Linked DNA regions of Sus scrofa: region 1 is linked to region 2. Evidence: chromatin contacts called from public HiChIP or PLAC-seq data. All regions are on one chromosome and are shown on one strand. The core of a region is the stretch at or near the end of the contact, and the rest is flanking DNA. Distances in the headings are between cores, read along the strand shown. Region 1 overlaps RFFL (E3 ubiquitin-protein ligase rififylin). Region 2 overlaps AP2B1 (adaptor-related protein complex 2, beta 1 subunit).

Evidence for each region. HiChIP or PLAC-seq counts read pairs in DNA pulled down with a chosen protein or histone mark.
Region 1: a contact with region 2 is called in an H3K27ac HiChIP or PLAC-seq map of alveolar macrophages. The contact joins two enhancer-like sites. A contact is called at or near these places in 1 of 47 Hi-C or Micro-C datasets (liver) and 1 of 2 datasets of contacts at active chromatin or transcription factors (alveolar macrophages).

Annotation. Positions count from the first base shown.
Region 1 is chr12:40,080,095-40,084,031 of Sscrofa11.1, forward strand. The region is part of intron 1 of RFFL (E3 ubiquitin-protein ligase rififylin); the gene reads left to right. Among named protein-coding and RNA genes, the nearest start is that of RFFL, 6.8 kb to the left of the region's middle. Within about 2 kb of position 1,372, at least 13 of the 83 cell types and tissues checked have an H3K27ac peak or open chromatin away from gene starts, as enhancers often do. A contact at or near this core is called in alveolar macrophages, where this site is marked.
Region 2 is chr12:39,812,579-39,816,501 of Sscrofa11.1, forward strand. It overlaps AP2B1 (adaptor-related protein complex 2, beta 1 subunit), which reads right to left. Exons shown (of 22, transcript NM_001243183.1): 20 at 3,260-3,346. Among named protein-coding and RNA genes, the nearest start is that of RASL10B, 19 kb to the left of the region's middle. Within about 2 kb of position 2,218, at least 18 of the 83 cell types and tissues checked have an H3K27ac peak or open chromatin away from gene starts, as enhancers often do. A contact at or near this core is called in alveolar macrophages, where this site is marked.

The DNA of each region.
Region 1 (3,937 bases), core at 122-2,621, 270 kb after region 2:
GCTGGTTGCTAACACCTGTCTCCCAGCTAAATGAATAGGCTCTTTTGTGAGCTAGATGTTAAAAAAGCTGATTAGTACAATACTGGCTTAAAGGACCTATTAATGGTACAACATATGGAAATCACGGAGAGATTAAAGCCGTTGTAGAGATTTGTTTCTCATACTCTACTTTAAATTTTTTTTTTTTTTTTAATTCTGAATTAGGGATGCTGGCTGAATTTTCCCTTGTAAACCGTGACTCTGTTTATTGCCCAGACTAATTTTTGTCATATCGATTGGGAATCATTTATATTCTAAAGAAGTTTCTACCCTTAAGGGCCTTTGTATTCTTCAGCAAATGTCAAACTAGTGTGTAATAGAATTAAAGTTTTGTTCACTGTGCTGCTGACATAATTAGTTTAATTTCTGCTCCTTATATGCTTCTCTTGGCAGCCAGGAAATTAAAATACTAGATTTTGTATAAAACTGCTTTTTTGAGGGGGTGATTTTCCGTCAGCTGAATGGACTTAGGCCCCAGGGTACATTTTTTTTGAAGATGTCTTACTCAACTTTCCTGTAATAGTCTCTTTCTCTCGACAGAATTAATGTATTAAGACACATAATTGGCTACTTAAGCATTCAGAAGAGACAATATTTGGCCTTTACCCCGTGATTATATTTTTTCCTATATCTCTTTTGAGGAAATGTATGTAATTTTTGGAAACCCCTAAGCATATTACAGTTACACGAGCATGTGAACTTTTGCAAAGACTAGAGAATGGAGTGGTTTTCTCTGATAAGCCATAGGATTTAATTCTCTCCCCAAATCATTGCTCTGTTCCTTTTAGATCATAGCGTTTGCAGACCTGATGTGAAAGTAGAAAGGCTGTGATGCCTTGGCAAATCCTCTTCACAGGTTTTCTGTGATACGAAAGAACTGGCTCTAGTCTACAGGGACAGAAGTCACTCTCAAGGAGACTTTACATTTAATTATCCTAATCCACACTTAATTTCCTACAGGATTCTTGGAGAGATTTTTTACCACGCTCCTGATTTCATGGAGTTATGACCTATGAAGTTTTTTTTTTTTTTTAAATCTTGGTTAAAGCTGCTAACTTTTTTTTTTTTTTTTTAATGGAAAGTGACCTTGGTCTGGTAATTTCTCCATTGTCCTCTCTTATAAAAAGAGAAGCAAAACCTTCTTGCTCTCTCAGCAGCCTTTTTCAGTGTCTATCCCCCATGTGCTGGATTCGAACTTTACAAAAGTTGTGTTGAGCTAGTGTTACTTGACTTTTGAAAGCTGCCCCCTCTGATGCTACAGGTTAAGCCTGCACCTCCTGGTTTAACATTCAAATGCCTTTTCTGGAAGTGCATACCTGTGGTTGTGGAGTGGTCGGTTCTCCCTGGGGCAGCCCTTTCTAAGGGTAGGGGAAAGCTCACCCCTGTTTGAACTACTTGGAGCCAGTTCTGATTTGCTGAAACATTTTAACTGTCTTGATCCACTTTGAAGAAATGTTGCCTAGTCATCCTGAAACTTAACAGGAAGTTAGGCCCACTGGAGGCTCTGTTGGCCTCTGAGTGGTTAAATGTAATTTGCCAGTAATCAGTACCATTGTTTATTTGCAACTGCTGGATTATGTTAAAGGACTTGGGGAGAAAAAAGCATTTCTTAAGCAAATGGAGCAGCCTCTTCTTGTTTTTCCCTTTTCATTTACTTTGAAAAATTGGTCTAGTCTTAGTCCTGATCACATGTCTACAGACTTAATGGCACACGATTCACTGCATTTTATGATATAGGAAGGCCTGTTGTCCCTCCAGCTATTTCTGTGAATCTTCCCTTTAAAAAAAAAACAACAAAAAAAAAACTTTCATAGTGATTAAGATGTCTACTTGAGAAATAACCAAGCTTCATCCTCAGATGACTTCCAACCTTCTCCTAGGTCTTGAGTCAGTGGGTCCATAGCCAATGAATTAAACCCCCTTTTGACCATGCTAAATTATTATTTTTTTTAATGTCAGTGGTTTTTAGTAATTATTAGTAGAATTAATAAACATGGCTTGGGAGTTCCGGTTGTGGCTCAGTGGAAATGAATCTGACTAGCATCCATGAGGACTCAGGTTCAATCCCTGGCCTGGCACAGTGGGTTGGGGATGCAGTGGTCTGTGGTGTAGGTCGTGGATGCGGCTCAGCTCCCACAGCATTGTGACTGTGGTGTAGGCCAGCAGCTACAGCTCCAGTTCAACCCCTAGCCTGGGAACCTCCATGTGCCTCAAGTGTGGCCCTAAAAAGACCAAAATAAGTAAATAAATAAACATGGCTTTTTAATTTTACTTTTTATTTTATTTTTTTATCTTTTTGGCTGCGTCTCAGGCACATGGAAGTGCCCAGGCCAGGGTCATACTCCAGTCACAGCAGTGACAGCTCCAAGCCCTTAACCACTGAGCCATCAGGGAACTCCTGACCATGCAAAATTATTATCTTGCCTAGTGTGAAAGAAGATCCACCGGAGCATGAGTCTTTATTCTAAAATGCTGGACAAAAGGAGTGTTCTGACTTGGGGGAAGCGGGAGGAGTGTTTCCCAGGGCTTTAGAGGAATGAGTCAGCTGAAGTACAGCTACTTTGAGGAAACCTTAGTCAAGGATGTTTATCAGGATTGATTTTGCAGGCCAGCAGCCCAATTGTTTGGGCAATTTGGATTTTATGGAGGTGAAGAGGAACGGTTAGGGATTAAAATGTGGGGCAAGGGGTGTGGGGTAAGAAGGAATAACTGCAGGAGTTCCCGTCATGGCTCAGCAAAACAATGACTAGCATCCATGAGGATGGTGGTTTGATCCCTGACCTCGCTCAGTGGGTTAAGGATCTGGCGTTGCCATGAGCTGTGGTGTATGTCGCAGACATGGCTTGGATCCCATGTTGCTGTGGCTCCGATTTGATCCCTAGCCTGGGAACCTCCATTTGCCGTGGTGTGGCCCTAAAAAAAACACAAAAAAAAAAAGGAGTAACTGCAGGGACGGGACCAGGACTTGCCCAGCCCACTTTGGAAAATTCTTAGGCCTTCAGGTTCTCTCACTTTTGTCCACCTCTCTTTCTACCTTTTGGGCGTGACTAGATTCAGATACCCTCCTCTATCGTTTGATCATATCCTGATGGAAGAAACTGCATAACCATTCTGTGTCAGAGCCGAAGGTGACCTTAGCCAGGGTTTGCTGTAGGTCAGATGGGGAGAGGGGCGCCCAGATGTTCCCAGAGAGCTGGACAAGGGGCCCTCCGCCTTCCCTTCCACCCTCCCCACGTGGTTGGACCCAGCACTCCAGGTGACTCTGAGTCATCGCCCGCACGCCCATTGCTCTAGCTCAGTGTTTCCCAACTGTCTGGACTGTTGACACAGTTGGTGACCAGCCCTTAAGGAATCCTGATGGCGAGCCAGCAGTTAATGGGGACATAAATATGATCGTTCTGCAGCTTTACCTCTGGGTGATGGTCATCAGATCCCTAAATTGTACTTATTTGATGAAAATTTTTATTTTATTTATTTATTTTTGTCTTTTTGCCTTTTCTAGGGCTGCTCCAATGGCATATGGAGGTTCCCAGGCCAGGGGTCTAATCGGAGCTGCAGCTGCCAGCCTACACCAGAGCCATAGCAAGGCGGGATCTGAGCTGCATCTGCGACCTACACCACAGCTCACGGCAACTGAGGCCAGGGATCGAACCTGCAACCTCATGGTAATTAAAAATTTTAATACAGCTTATTGGAGTTCCCTTTGTGGCTAAGCGATAATGAACCCAACTAGTATCCATGAGGATGTGGCTTCAGTCCCTGGCCTCCCTTAGTCGGTTAAGGATCCAGCATTGCTGTGGCTGTGGTGTAGGTCTAGCAGCTGCAGCTCCGATTAAGCCCCTAGCCTCGGAACTTCCATATGCCACACATGTGGCCCTAAAAACCAAAAAAAAAAAAA
Region 2 (3,923 bases), core at 968-3,467:
CCCCAAATGCAGCTGTAACATAAGCTGTAAAACAGATTCATACAGACCACCTGAGCAGAAGAGATGAAGAGTGCTAGGAAGCCAGGAAATCCATACATTGGTGCCTTTCTGATTTAATATTTTCTAGTACTTACACAACTGGTGGCACCATAAACATCCTATCACACACCTACTAAGATCTGATTAATTATTAAGGTTAGGAAGAGGGTTTCTTTTCTTCTTTCACCTCTAGAAGAAACAGAAGAGCAAAAGTATGGAGTTCCCGTTGTGGCTCAGTGGTAACAAACCCCAACTAGTATCCACGAGGATGTGAGTTCGATCCTTGGCCTCGCTCAGTGAGTTAAGGATCTGGCGTTGCCAAGAGCTGTGGTGTAAGTTGCAGACGAGGAGGCTTGGATTTGGTGTTGTTGCAGCTGCGGCCCAGGCTGGCAGCTACAGCTCTGATTCGACCCCTTGCCTGCGAACTTCCATATGTCACAAGTGCAGCCCTAAAAATAAGGGGGAAGAAAGGTAAAAGCTCAAGGCTAGGCTGGTCAGTACTTTAAGGCTGTGACTTCCTGTGGCCCTCAGAGCATTAGCTCCATCTGTCAAATGTCTACTCTGGCTCAGAAAAGCTATTTAAAGTGTTGGTGCTATTGTGATTAGAGCAGATCAGCTGGAAAGGACAGTATTTTTAGCTCTTAGCTAGACCCAGGGTGTTGAATCAGAAGGCACTAAACCTGAAATGTTAATAGAGCCCTCAGACTGGAAGGAAATGTAAAGGCCAGGGCACTCCAGACCTTGGGGTGGAGGCAGAGGAAAAGATACAATTAATTGGAGCAAGTGGTTTTGTAAGAGATTAGCAGTGATTCAGTGTGGGAAATGATGGCCTTGGGCTCCTGGAGAAAACAAAGTGGCTGCCCTCCCCTCTGCTCCATGTGCCACACAGCCATAGAGCCGTGTATCACTGGAAAACTGATATGCTGGTATTTGGAGCACCCAAGGCAAGAAGGAACTGGCACAAGGCCATGGCAGAACTGATCAGAACTGAATCTGCTCTGGGAAACTGTTCTAGTTTACATCAGAAGACACAGCCTCACTGGGACAAAGGCCAGATACCCCCTCTTTGGCAAGATCATCAATGTACACCAAAGTGTAATCTGGAATCTTTTTCTATTACTCTGGGAGACCAGATCCAAACTTCCATTTTCTTTTTTTGAAAAACTATGTCCTTTTCATATCGGATCTCTGAAATTAAATCTGCTTTCCAATTACTCCAGCCCTTCCCTGCTCTCCATAGGCCAGAGGTTCCCAGGTTGGGCATGTTCAAGGAACACTGGTGTTCCATAAGGTGCTAATGATAAGCATTTTGTGATTTTAAATTCCATAGTCAAATAAATTCAGTTAACGTTGAGTTATACTGGTTTCCTCAACGAAGGAGGCCTCGGCTCCCAGCGTGCTGATGGGCAATGCAGGAGCTCCTAGGAGGTACACATCACACCCTGTATTTTCCAACTTTAGGGGACCACAGAACCCCTTTTCTGAGGGACAAGTGTTCTCAGGAACATAATACAGAATTGCTGCCTTAGGACTGGCTACACGAGGGTGCCTATAACTAAGGGCCCGGTCTATTCCAAGCTGGTACAGAGACTGCTGCTTTAACAGTATCCACTCTGGTTCTCGCCATAAGCCACTGTGGATTCTGCACTTAAAGCTTCCTGAAAAACAGCTTACACTATGGAAAAAGTTGCCCAACGTCCCATACTCATCACATGAGGTTTGTGGTGACTAAGCGGGAGCCTTGGAGAGAGAAACAGATGACACCATCACCTACCTAGAAGATGGCCAAAAAAGCAGCTCAATTTAAGTACTTTTGTGGTGTGTGTGTAGAAACTCAGCAAAAATTTGGTTTTGTTTAATAACTAAAACCAGTTAGGATGAGAAACCTAGCCCAAGAATATGTTCGAAAGAAGGCCAATGTGGTATGCCTGAAGAGAATCAACTAAACAGTCATTAAAATGGACATTATAGATGACCACTTCCTCAAACACCTCTCCAAGGGCTCAGGAGAAGCCCTGTAAGAAGAGATTTGTCTGAATACAGAGGATGAATGCATCATAGAGACCCCCCATCAAGTTTTAAAAGAACAAGCTGAGAGGACAGCGAGCTGTTTTCTTTCTTTCTGTACTGCCTCTTTCCCCCACAGCAATGCTCCAGCAACAGTGGGAGGAGGGCAGCGTGCCGGAAGGAGGAAATGCTGGTGAATGAAGAAAGAGGCAGCACTGACCAAGCACCAAAGCTCCCTTTCATTCAAACTCATAAAGCCTGGTACTAACCTCAAAAAAAGAGAGACTGGGACAAAGGAAAGACCCTGAACGGCCTAGAGCTCCTTCGACTCCTGAGGAACACTTCAGTGAGGCAAAGAGCTATGGACTGATAGCTGCTACTGTTCCTCCTCTTGGGTTTCCTCTTTGATGTTTTCTAGTGCAGTAATAAAATTAACTACAAAAGGGACTGGAGCTTTTTAAGGGTCATTAAAGAGGTTAGTATCATCACGTGCAAGCCCACGCAGGCAAGAAAGAAAAAGGCTACCAACTAGGCTCTAATAAGCTATGAGGTATTTTTTTTTTTAATTCAGTAAAGCACATGAAAAGGTGTTCAATATTATCAGAAGAATGCAAATTAAAATTATAATATGATCTTACTACACTTCAACCAGAAGGGCTAATATTAAAATACTAAAACTGACAGTTCAAAGTACTAAGGACAATGCAAAATAACTGAGACTCTTGTTAGGGGGCTAAATGTCAAAATAATGGTGTTATCAAGTGGGAAGAGGCATGTGGAAATCTGCTGAGATGCTAAATATATTCCACATCTTAATTTGGTGGTGGATACATACATATGTAATCGTAAATCTGTTAGCTCATTAAGTAAATCCAGTACCTACATCAAAACATGCCAAGTTTATGATTAACAGATGAAAACTAATAATATATAGAATGGATAAACAAGGTCCTACTGTATAGCACAGGGAACTGTATTTGATATCCTGTGATAAACCATAATGGAAAATGATACACACACACACACACACATACACACTCTAAATCCCTCTGATGGATCACTGAGTAACTCTGCTGTACAGCAGAAACCAATACAACATTATACGTCAACTACACTTCAGTAAAATAAATGAAGAGGTCGGTCAAGAAAAGACAAAATTTTCAGATATCTCGAATATACTAAGAGGAAAATGAAGTTTAGAGGCATCACTCACCAGCATTTAAATGACATTCCTTAATCTGAAATTGAAGTTCATTTTCATTGGGAATATCCTTCCATGTTGCAAGGAAGACCTGGCGCTCTGTATGGGGAAACAGAGGGAAAGGATGGATGTGCACGATCTGCCAGTACTCTGCTAAGGCCTTGCCACTGCTCCTGTGGAGTGCTGGCTCTTGCAGTACAGCCAGCGGGAGACTGAGAAAGGAGCCAGTTCTTAGCTATGCAGAGGTGCTACACCCCAGGTCAATTAATCCTTCAAGAGTAGCACTAAGATACACCAGAAAAGAGTTAGTTTTGGCTCTACTGCTCTCCTATTTGGTTTTCAGTAAGTCTTGTGACCTTTCCAATACTTAGTTTCATCATGTATTATTACATCTGCCTACTCTACCTAAAGAGCTATTGTAAGAATCAAACCAATGAAGTGCCTTACAAACTTAGAATATACCAACATAAGCTAGTTTTATCAGATGTTGGCTTCCTAAGTAAGAAAAAGATAAGTATCAACAGCCACATGGGGAATACTCGATTCTTATCTTGAGACAGTAGGAACTTACAGGGCTAAGTGTTAGATCTGCTTGTATTATCGCAAGTCATTATAAAAACTATTTCTGCTTTGTAATTTTGGAAACAAACTCAGAAAAAAAAAATTAAGCACCTTG